Regions from separate parts of the Mus musculus genome. Here region 2 is linked to region 1. Evidence: chromatin contacts called from public promoter capture Hi-C data. All regions are on one chromosome and are shown on one strand. Each heading gives the region's core, a stretch centred on a gene start, on an enhancer-like site or on the middle of the called end of the contact. The rest is flanking DNA. Distances are from core to core; before and after follow the strand shown. Region 1 holds the start of 4930535L15Rik (RIKEN cDNA 4930535L15 gene). Region 2 holds the start of Ccdc12 (coiled-coil domain containing 12).

What was found. Promoter capture Hi-C pulls out the DNA fragments that hold promoters and counts their contacts.
Region 2: a promoter capture Hi-C map of pre-B cells shows a contact between it and region 1, with 6 times the contacts expected there. The contact joins the promoter of Ccdc12 here to the promoter of 4930535L15Rik in region 1. A contact is called at or near these places in 2 of 39 promoter capture datasets (cranial neural crest and pre-B cells).

The regions. Positions count from the first base shown.
Region 1 is chr9:108,000,424-108,005,221 of GRCm38.p6, reverse strand. It overlaps 4930535L15Rik (RIKEN cDNA 4930535L15 gene), which reads left to right and starts at 2,803. Exons shown (of 4, transcript NR_166685.1): 1 at 2,803-2,946. Ip6k1 (inositol hexaphosphate kinase 1) reads right to left here and starts at 2,574. Exons shown (of 6, transcript NM_013785.2): 1 at 2,400-2,574.
Region 2 is chr9:110,653,715-110,658,512 of GRCm38.p6, reverse strand. Ccdc12 (coiled-coil domain containing 12) reads right to left here and starts at 2,010. Exons shown (of 7, transcript NM_028312.3): 1 at 1,855-2,010. The coding sequence starts at 1,950. Nbeal2 (neurobeachin-like 2) reads left to right here and starts at 4,352. Exons shown (of 54, transcript NM_183276.2): 1 at 4,352-4,616. The coding sequence starts at 4,566.

The sequences.
Region 1 (4,798 bases), core at 1,554-4,053:
AGCAACTCTTTGGATGCTCATCAGGAAATCAGAGCTCATCTTATAATCCTGTTTCTTTCTCTTCTTTTCCTTTTTCTTGAGACAGGGTTTCTCTGTGTAGCCCTGGTGTCATAGAATTCAATTTGTAGACTATGGTGGCCTCAAACTCAGAGATCTGCTTGTCTCTGCAGCCTGTACCTGTGTAGACTTCTGATCAGTGTAGAATAACCACCATCTCTGATCTCTAGCTGTTAATAGTTTAAAAGTGCTAAATCAGCCCGCGCCTTTAATCCCAGCACTTGGGAGGCAGAGGCAGGTAGATCTCTGTGATTTCAAGGCCAGCCTGGTCTACAGAGTGAGTTCCAGGTCAGTCAGAGATATGGAAAGACACTGTCTGAAAAACAGAGAAAGAAGGGGCCAGGAGTGGGGAGGCTGACAGAGGAAAGGGAAAGGGAGGAGGGAGGGAGGGAGGGAGGGGGAGCTGGGCCAGGCAGCCTGCTAAGTGTACACCTAAAGTAAGGATGACAGTGACTCTTGAGTTTCCAGAACAGCCTATGATACACAAGGAGAACCATCCAAAATAACCTAGAGTGCTGAATAAGTGCTCAAGTTTACAAATGAATTATGCAAAGACAGAGACAGGACCCACTACTATAGTAATGGTCTTCAAGATGCAGTACTTAAAATACCCATCACAGAAATGATGCTATTGTCTTTGGATAACCGTTGAATCTAGCATGATGCTGTATTCATATTCATGAGCTAATAAAAGCATTATAAGAGTGAAAAGTTCTCCTGTATTTTTATTTTCTTGGGACAGCAGTCCTAAGATAGGCTTAGACCAAGGAGAAACTTTAATGGGCACTTGAACTCCCTAAGACTGTACACATTAGTCAATGCTGCCAACTTGATTAATAGTCTCCTTCTATATCACTAAGAAATCCAATACCCAAAATGAAGTAAGAGGATTAGAGTTTGCTATTTTAGCAGAAAAGAGCAAAAATGTAAGTAACCCTGTGGATCATTTAATCCCCCCAGCCCCCCCAAAGAAGCATTAGGAGCTGGTCGTGGGGCAATTCAGACTTTAGCATCTCTCTCCCTTAATAACTATCCAAGAAACTTATTTCACCAAGGCTAAAATTTTATTAGTCATTCAAAAGATGAAAGGGCAATGAAATGCATAAATACTACTCAAGTCCCCTCTCCTCACAACTTGCTGCCTCGGCCGGCTGCATTCAGCCCAGTCTCCCAAAGGTATCATCTCCAGCCCAGGGTGCTGGTTTCTCCCAAAATTAAACGTTCAGAGGAGGCATGATCCTAACAGACATTACGAGCACACCTCCTGCTTGGCCTCCTTAATCGTCTTTTGTGGGTTTCATATGACGACAACATACAAGACACCTGTGTGGCGAACCTAAGGGACCCTGGGTAAAAATGTGATTTACAGCAGCCAGGACCCTTTCTAGAGCTGCATACTCTTTTGGGGATTGCCAGCCCCGCCTCCATCTTGACTCTAAGCTTGACTCGCTGTTTTCATCAAGCATCAACAGCTTTCAGCTCTGCTTTTGTCTGCAGACAGGGTCTTGCTAGGTAGCTCTGCCTGGCCCGCCCGCAACCCATGGCAATCCTCCTCCTTCAGCCTAGTGCATGAGCTCCCATACCCTAGTTCAGTTTTTGTTTTTAATAGTCCCAACACTCCTACGTCTCCTAACGGACTGTCTCTTTAAGAGACAAAATTAATCAAATCATCATCATCCTTATCCTCCTAAACCACATACTCCAAGTCGAGCACCAAACAACTTATACCCCAAATAAAACTCTGCCACTGTGGACATTTAGCTAGGTTCTTCAAGAAGCAGTAAACAGTGAGCCCTGAAGAGCACGGAAGACGCCGAGGGATCTCGGTGATGCCAGGCAGAGGATCATAGCCCTACCAAAAGCACAGGGCCCCGATACCACCCTCCTTGGCTCAGAAGGCATTTTAGGCCTGTTTCGTCTCATCTTAGTCTCAAGCGGCCTGAAAATTTACTCGCAGGAGTATGAAATCTTAAGAGCGACGTAACGTTTATCGCTGATTTGGAGGAACGTTACGGCCGGGAGAACGAGCTGGCAGCAACCACGTCTCAGCACGCCGGCTCTCAGGCACCCAGGGATTCGGTCTGAAAGGCAGGTTTCCCGGTACCCCGCCGGCCGGTCCCAGGGCTCAGGGCTCTCCGACCTCCACCCGGGCTGCCCACCCAGCCTCCGTGTCAACATCTGGGAGGCTCGGCGGAAGGCCAACCAGGATGCTGGAATGATGTTCCAGTGATGCTCGCCCCAAGTCCCGACCCTACCTACGCGCGCCAGCAACAACCCCGCGCCCGCCGCCACCCTCGCCGTGGGTGTCGGGCGGGTCTTTTGGCCCGACTCCTGTCACTCACCGGCCCGACTCGGGCAGCGGGCGCCCAAGGCTCCCCACGGGAGCTGGGCCCCCCGGGCCTCCAGGTCTCGGCCCGCCCCCCTGGCAGGCGGCGCTGGTGGCTGAGCCCCGCAGCAGCGGCCCCTCACCGGCCGCTCGGTCCAGCTCCTGGCGCTGCCCACTGGGTACGGATCAACAACAAGATGGCGGCCAGCCGAGGGGGCGGGGGCCGGGCGTCATAGTAACCAAGGACAGCAAAGAACCCGCCCCTAACTGAGGTTATCTCCAATCAATAGCCTCTTCTTGGGACGCCTGAAGGAGTTCTTCGCGTTGATTCGTCAACTGTTCCGTCAGTCAGGGCGTGCCTCTCGTGCAGAATGCCTGGGGCACGTGACTGTGACGGCAGGAATTGACGCATGCGCGCCATTCTCAGGTTTGCTAGCAGTGGAGCTTTTAGCAGCGATGGGGGTGATGCTGGAGAGCCCTTCGTTTTCTCACCTGCGCAATCGTTTCGGTTTTGAGCTGGCAGCGTTTATCATCCTCTCGCACACACTTAGGGAATGTCATAGGTACGGTATTTGCTTTGTCCCCTGCCTCTGTGCTTGGGATCGTCCCTAGTTAACTGGTGAGGAAACTGAGGCGCAGAAAAGAGCCTGAGCCAAGGTCACACAGTCTTAGGAAGTGGTGGCGATGGGTCCTTCTACTCTTCTAGCTCCGGAGTTAGTGTTTTCTAAGCGTCTCCCAGCGTTGTCTCTCACCAGTCCCGAGGCACAGCCGTCTGTGCTACCTCTTCGATTTCGGCTTCCCCTTTCCCCGGCTTATTTTGCATAAGAATTCAATCTGCAACCAGCTCAAGTCTCAGCACATAGTGATCGCTCTTATTTGCCTCAGAGCACCGTTAAGTTCCTGTGACACAGTGTCTTTTTGCCCTTGGCTATCATGATCTATCTCCAAGGCAAACTATGAGTCCGAAAATGACCATCCCTTGTTCTCCATAAGTAGACACCTAACCCGGGGCTTTTGGCTTCAAGGTTAGGATACATCACAGCACCTGGTCCCACACCAAAACGCCCTAACTCTGAGAACTTTGAGCTTTAGCTTCTCTTTAGTTGCTCTGTCTATAAAATGAAGATGAACAAGAAACAGACTTAATAAGCTCTTAGAGTAAGCCAAGTACTCAGGAAAAAACACTTATAGCCGCTCAGGCTGCTGAAACTGAAGTCTCTAACACTCTTCTTTTGATAGACACCCCATTAAGAGAGATGGTTCAGTGGTTAAGAGTACTTGCTGTTCTCACAGAGAACCTGGGTTCTGTTCCTAGCACCCACATCACCCAGCTCAAAGCTTTATGGGGGGTCTAACACCCTCTTCATGGGCACCAGCACACATGTGGCATATATTCATACAGACACACATACATATAAAACTAATTTTTAGAGTTTTTCTTAGGCAGAGCATGGCAGTATACACCTTCAATCTCTTGAGGGGCAGAAGCAAGCCAATCTCTTGACTTTGAGGATAGCCTGGTCTACATAGTGTGTTCTAGGCCAGCCAGGGCTACATCATGAGACCCTGACTCTAAAATAATAAAGCCCAGGTCATTTTTCCCCTCACAGAGGGCATTCATATTCTTCCTGGACTTAGGGTGCCATAACTGCTCCAAAATGGAGATTATCCAATTTTCTGATAGGGTTTAGGCCCACAGAGCTGACAGGAGAGGAACGACTGAGATAACTTGAAAATAGCTGGGCCATGGTGGCTCACGCCTTTAGGCACAGCACTTGGGAGGCAGAGGCAGGTAGATCTCTGAGTTTGAGGCCAGCCTGGTCTACAGAGCAGGTTCTAGGACAGTCAGGGCTACACAGAGAAATCCTGCCTTGCAAAACGAGAGAGAGAGAGAGAGAGAGAGAGAGAGAGAGAGAGAGAGAACTTGAAGCTAATACGGTTAAGCATACCCTCTATTCAGACAATAGGATCTCTTGGAGATAAACATGACGCCAGGTTGAGCATGGTGTCAGCACTGCACACAGTAAAATCTGTTCTCCAGGCTGTCACAAAACCCCTGGCTATGTGCAACAACTTAGATTCACACAGGAAGAGCTAAGCAATAGAGACTCAGAGGAAACAGATACAAAGCCAGGGGCTCAGCATCAGAAAGAGGCTTTCAGTAATCCAGGAACCAGGAACAGCTAAGCACAGATTCTCTGCTCCTTCCCAACAAAACCTCTCCACACAGTTGGCAGGCTGTCAATGAGGGCTGCTGGGACCCTCAAAACCCAGCAATGTTGAGCGGCCGAGAGAGCCCCAAAATCTGCAGTATATTTTAAGAAAAGTAAAAGCTAGGCAAGATGACCCTCACCTGTCATCCCAGTGCTGGAGAGGGGAGGACAGGCAGATCCTGGGCTTCACCATCATCCAGCC
Region 2 (4,798 bases), core at 761-3,260, 2.7 Mb before region 1:
AACAAAACAAAAAGCCTACACAAGACACCATCACAGCTGAAGAAACTGAAAACAACTGAAACGGAGAGGCATGCTCACAGACTGGTTATTTTAACATATTTAAAATGATGACACTGTCCCAAATGACTTACAGATTCAAGGCAATCCCTACAAAATCTCAACAATGCTCTTTACACAAACAGGAAAACTCATTCCAAAATTCAGATAGAATCTTTTTTGTTTTGTTCTTTTGAGACAGGATTCCTTTCAATGTGTCTCCAAGGCTGGACACCAATCCTCCTGCCTGAGTCTCTCAAGTGCTGGGACAACAAGCACGCACCACCGCCCCTAGCTTCACGTGGAATCTTAAGGGGAACCTCAATAGCCAAAACAACCTGGAGAAGGAGCTAAGGTACACCATTTAGACTAATTTCAGAACTTACTGCAGGCTGGGTGTGGTGGAACAAGCCTCAATCCCAACACTTGGTAGGCAGAGGCAGGAGGATCTACAGGGCTTGTTGGCTGCCAGCGTAGCCTAAACAACCAACCGACCAACCAACCACAAGCTTCCGGCTCCTGGAGAGAACCTGCCTCAAGAGTATCAGAGAGAGTGACAGATGAGGATGAGAGCCAAGCCTGCGCCTCCCTGGGTCTGAAGGGCAGGAGGGTAGTCATCTGATGGGTCTCTAGGCTGCCAAGGAAAGCAGAAGCCTGCTGGGCCAGCGGTCGGTCGCTCTCACTACTTCCCTTTCGCTTTCTCATAGTATGCTACAAGGTAGGCAGCTATTCCGAAAGGAAAACAAAGCCAACCGAGACTGACCAATCTCGGTTTTTTTTTTTTTTTTTTTTTTTTTTGTTTAGTAAGTCGGAAGTGGAGTCTCTGATTTCCTCCACCTCTGCCAAATGTTTTTTGTTGTTGTTGAATGAGGGACACCGTTTTTTGTTTGTTTGTTTGGTTGGTTGGTTTTGTTTTGTTTTTTTGCCTATGTAACAAAGAGCCAACATCTTCCAGCTTCCCATGCTGATGTTCTCAAAAGAACTTCAATAGCCAAAAAAAAATGGTCTTGAGAAGGAACTAGGTACACGACTTAAGACTAATTTCAAAACTTACTGCAGGTCAGGTGTGGTGAAACAAGCCTCAATCACTGATTTTCCCTATTATATGGCAAAATAACCCACAAAAGTGACTGTGTTATTTATTCCTCTACTGGAGAAGTGAAAACACAAACACAAAAACAAACAAACAGGCTTAGGAACATGAAACAATTTGTCCTAAGTCTCACCGTGTCGAAAGACACAGCCAAAATCTGCACACAAGTAGTGAATTTCATTTCTTTGGAAAGACCAGCAAGTAAGGATGAATCCAGACCATATTTCGGTGGCTACCGAAAGGAAGGAAAAGTGTTTTTCGAATCTGGCAACTAATAGGACTAGTAAGCCAAGACGGGAAAGAAACGGCAGCCTTCTTTCCCTGCAGTCCACCCAGAAAGGTCACTAGCTGTCCTACCCAAGGGAGCCCTGGTGGTAGGTGTTGGAAGGCACGGCCAATGGGGCCAATCAAAAACTTAAACAAACAAATAAACAAAAAAACCGCCGAGCCCAACAAACATGTAGTTAAAAGCCGGCCTTGCAACAACTACCATGATGGATAAAATATCTGGGTTGTCGCCCGAAAACGACTTCCTAAGGCGCACGCGCGAGCTCCGCCCCTGCACTCAAGAAACGAGCCTATCTCAGAGGTCAGCGCCGTCCCACTGCGCATGCGCTACGCGCACGCGCACTTTGGCTTCAGTGGTTCCCTGGTAATCCTCCGCCTTCCCACTGGCCCAGAGCACTGGCCGCCATACCCGCAGCTCTCACTCCACCGTGCCTCACCTTGCGCCCGGTTTTCTCCCGGAGGGCCTTCAGCCGTTCTTTCCGCCGCAGCGCCTCTTCCTCTAGGCGGCCCACACCGGCAGGAGCAGCCGCCATCTTTTCGGAGGCCCCCACCTCCTTTTCACTTCTGCCTCGCGCAGGCTCAGTGAGCAGGAGAATGTCTTACGGCCAATCCAAGGGAGACAATGGAGAGCCGGAAGCCCTGAGAACCAATCAATGCTGAGTTGATACAAAAGTCCACGCCCCTTGATCTGGAGCACCTGTACAGCGAGTGAGCCGGCTGGGTTGTGGGCAAAGGCGTTAAGATTCGATTTGTCCGACACTTAATTTGTGAGAAAGCAAATAGAATCAGACCTGAGAGGAAGAGAATAGAGAGAGTCGATTGCTCTGGTTTTGCCTAACCACCACCCACCTCTCCTAACTGCCCTCTTGGAATATTTAGCCATCCTTATCCACTTGTGCCAATTCTTCAAGAGCGAATGCCTTGAGAAACATTCCCTGAGCCGGGTGAGGTGGTGCACGTTTGTAATTCCAGCACTTCAGAGGCTGAGGCATCAAAATTATGGGGTCGGGTTCAGTCTGGGCTACGTAAGATAACCTTGTCTTAACGCACCACTACCAGACAAACACCCAGAAACCTTCCTTGGCCACTCTCATTCCCAACTCACTCTGAGGTCAGCCTCTCCCTTCTCTACAGAGTGCCAGTGGCAGCTTGCACTCACTCGCCTGATGAGTTGTTGCGCATAAGCCTTGCTATCCACTCTCTGGCTCCAGAACTGCTGAGTTCGAGGCCTGGCTACATGGCCTTTTCCTTTGAACTCAAGAATGATCTCGCATCTCTTTCGGGAGCTGCAGCATAATCAGAGTCAGGCTACCTTACCTGCTTAAAAGCAAATAGCAGCCGGGCGTGGTGGCGCACGCCTTTAATCCTGGCACTTGGGAGGCAGAGGCAGGCAGATTTCTGAGTTCGAGGCCAGCCTGGTCTACAAAGTGAGTTCCAGGATAGCCAGGGCTATACAGGGAAACCCTGTCTCGAAAAACAAACAAACAACAACAAAAAAAAGAGCAAACAGCAACCAGGGCCGAATAAGTGCCACTGAATTACTCTCTCCTCCCAGTATAAAAAGAGGTTGACGGAGCCGGGCGTGGTGGCGCACGACTTTAATCCCGGCACTTGAGAGGCAGAGGCAGGTGGATGGATTTCTGAGTTGGAGTCCAGCCTGGTTTCCAAAGCGAATTCCAGGATAGTCAGGACTACATGGAGAAATCTTGTCTCACAAAACAAAAGGAGAAGAAGGAGTTTGACTGCGGCAGATGGTCACAGATGCGTTTGCTTCTTTTCTTCTCCTCCTCCTCTTCCAGGAGATGGCAAGCCCATGAGCAACGTGGCTCCCTGTCTGGGGCTTCTGTTATAAAGCTGGCCCAAAGGAGAATGATCTTCCCTAACAGCTCCCTTCAAATGTCACCGTTTCCTAAGCTCGGTGTTATCCTGGGTTAACCTGGTTCTGTCTGGGACCTTCCCTTACAGTAGGAGACGGGGTGGCTGCCAGCCCCTGGCATAGAGGGTATCTGTGCTCAGGAAAGGTAAGCTCATACTAAGATGCATAGGGCGCTTCATACTGATCGATCCCTAGGACCAATAGGAGCCATCTGGACCTAGCAAACTTTCCCCTACCCCTAACAAAGAAGCTGGTTCCCACCCAACACCAGGGGCTCCCTCACTTCACAGTCCAGTCACAAGGAAAGGACAGACAGGGTGTTGGTGACAGTGGCCCAGAAATGACTCAGCCAGGCCTAGATCCCTTGTTCCTGCTGTCCCTGCAATTCTCATTTGGCTTGTCTGAGCCTCAGTTTCTTCATTCATTAAAGCCGGCATGAGGCACCCACCTCCTTCAGGCCAAAGGAACAAAAAATGACTGACAAGTGCCGGGCCCTGGGAGGAGGGGCTCCCAGCAATGGAGCACCTGGGCAGGATTCCTAGAGGGAGTGGGCTACTGTATGTATCCTAAACTTGGTAAGGACGCCGCTCCTCTGCAGGTAGGTTTGTCCTGCAGTCGACTGATGATTCCTTCCATCCAGCTCAACACTAGGCGAAACTAAAAGGTAGCACTTGTCTTCCATAAAGCTCTTAAAACAGAACCTTGCACGTAGTTAGTGCCACAAGTGTTCGTCATGGGCGAGGTTATTATTAGTATTGTTGAAGGACCCTAGTCATCTCCACGCGAACCACAGTCCTTTCATTGAACAGCGATAATTCCAAGCCCGATAGGTTCTGTACTCGGGTTAAAGCCTTTACGGGCCCCTCACTGGGGAGGATGGAAATAATCCTGCCAGTGGCTCTGAATGGACTCCGCCTGCGAGAGGCGGAGCTCCATGCGACCTCCCGGGCCGCCCTGACCCCAGGCTCCTCCTCCAGCCTGACTTCCCCGCCCTTTGGACAGTCCTAGGAGAGGCGGGGCGGTGGCCGCTGCCACAGACAACCAAGTGTAGGAAGCCAGGCGGTGGCCGGCCGGGAGGAGGAGGAGGGGCGTGTAGACTTTGGTGGCTAAGTGCGACAGGGTCAGGAGCCGCGGACTTCCCCCAGCAGTGTAGCGCCGCTCCGCCCCGGAGTGACGCCCTCCCGCCCATGGGCCTGGCCCGGGGCAACCGGCGGGCGGCGCGGAGGAGGCGGCGACAGGTGGCGCGCAGCAGGGCCAGAGCCCGGTCAGGCCATGGCCGCCTCGGAGCGGCTCTACGAGTTGTGGCTGCTCTACTACGCGCAGGTGAGCCCGTCTCGCCCCTGGTCCGCGGGGTCCCCAGATCCGCGCACGCAGTGTCTGCTGCACCTGCGTCCGGCTCCCCCGGGGCCGCAGATCGGCGCGCGCACGCGGGACTTCAGCTCCGCGCACACGTGCGTGCCCCTGGCTGCCGGGCTACCTCGGGCATTTGTGCCAGGGGACAGTGT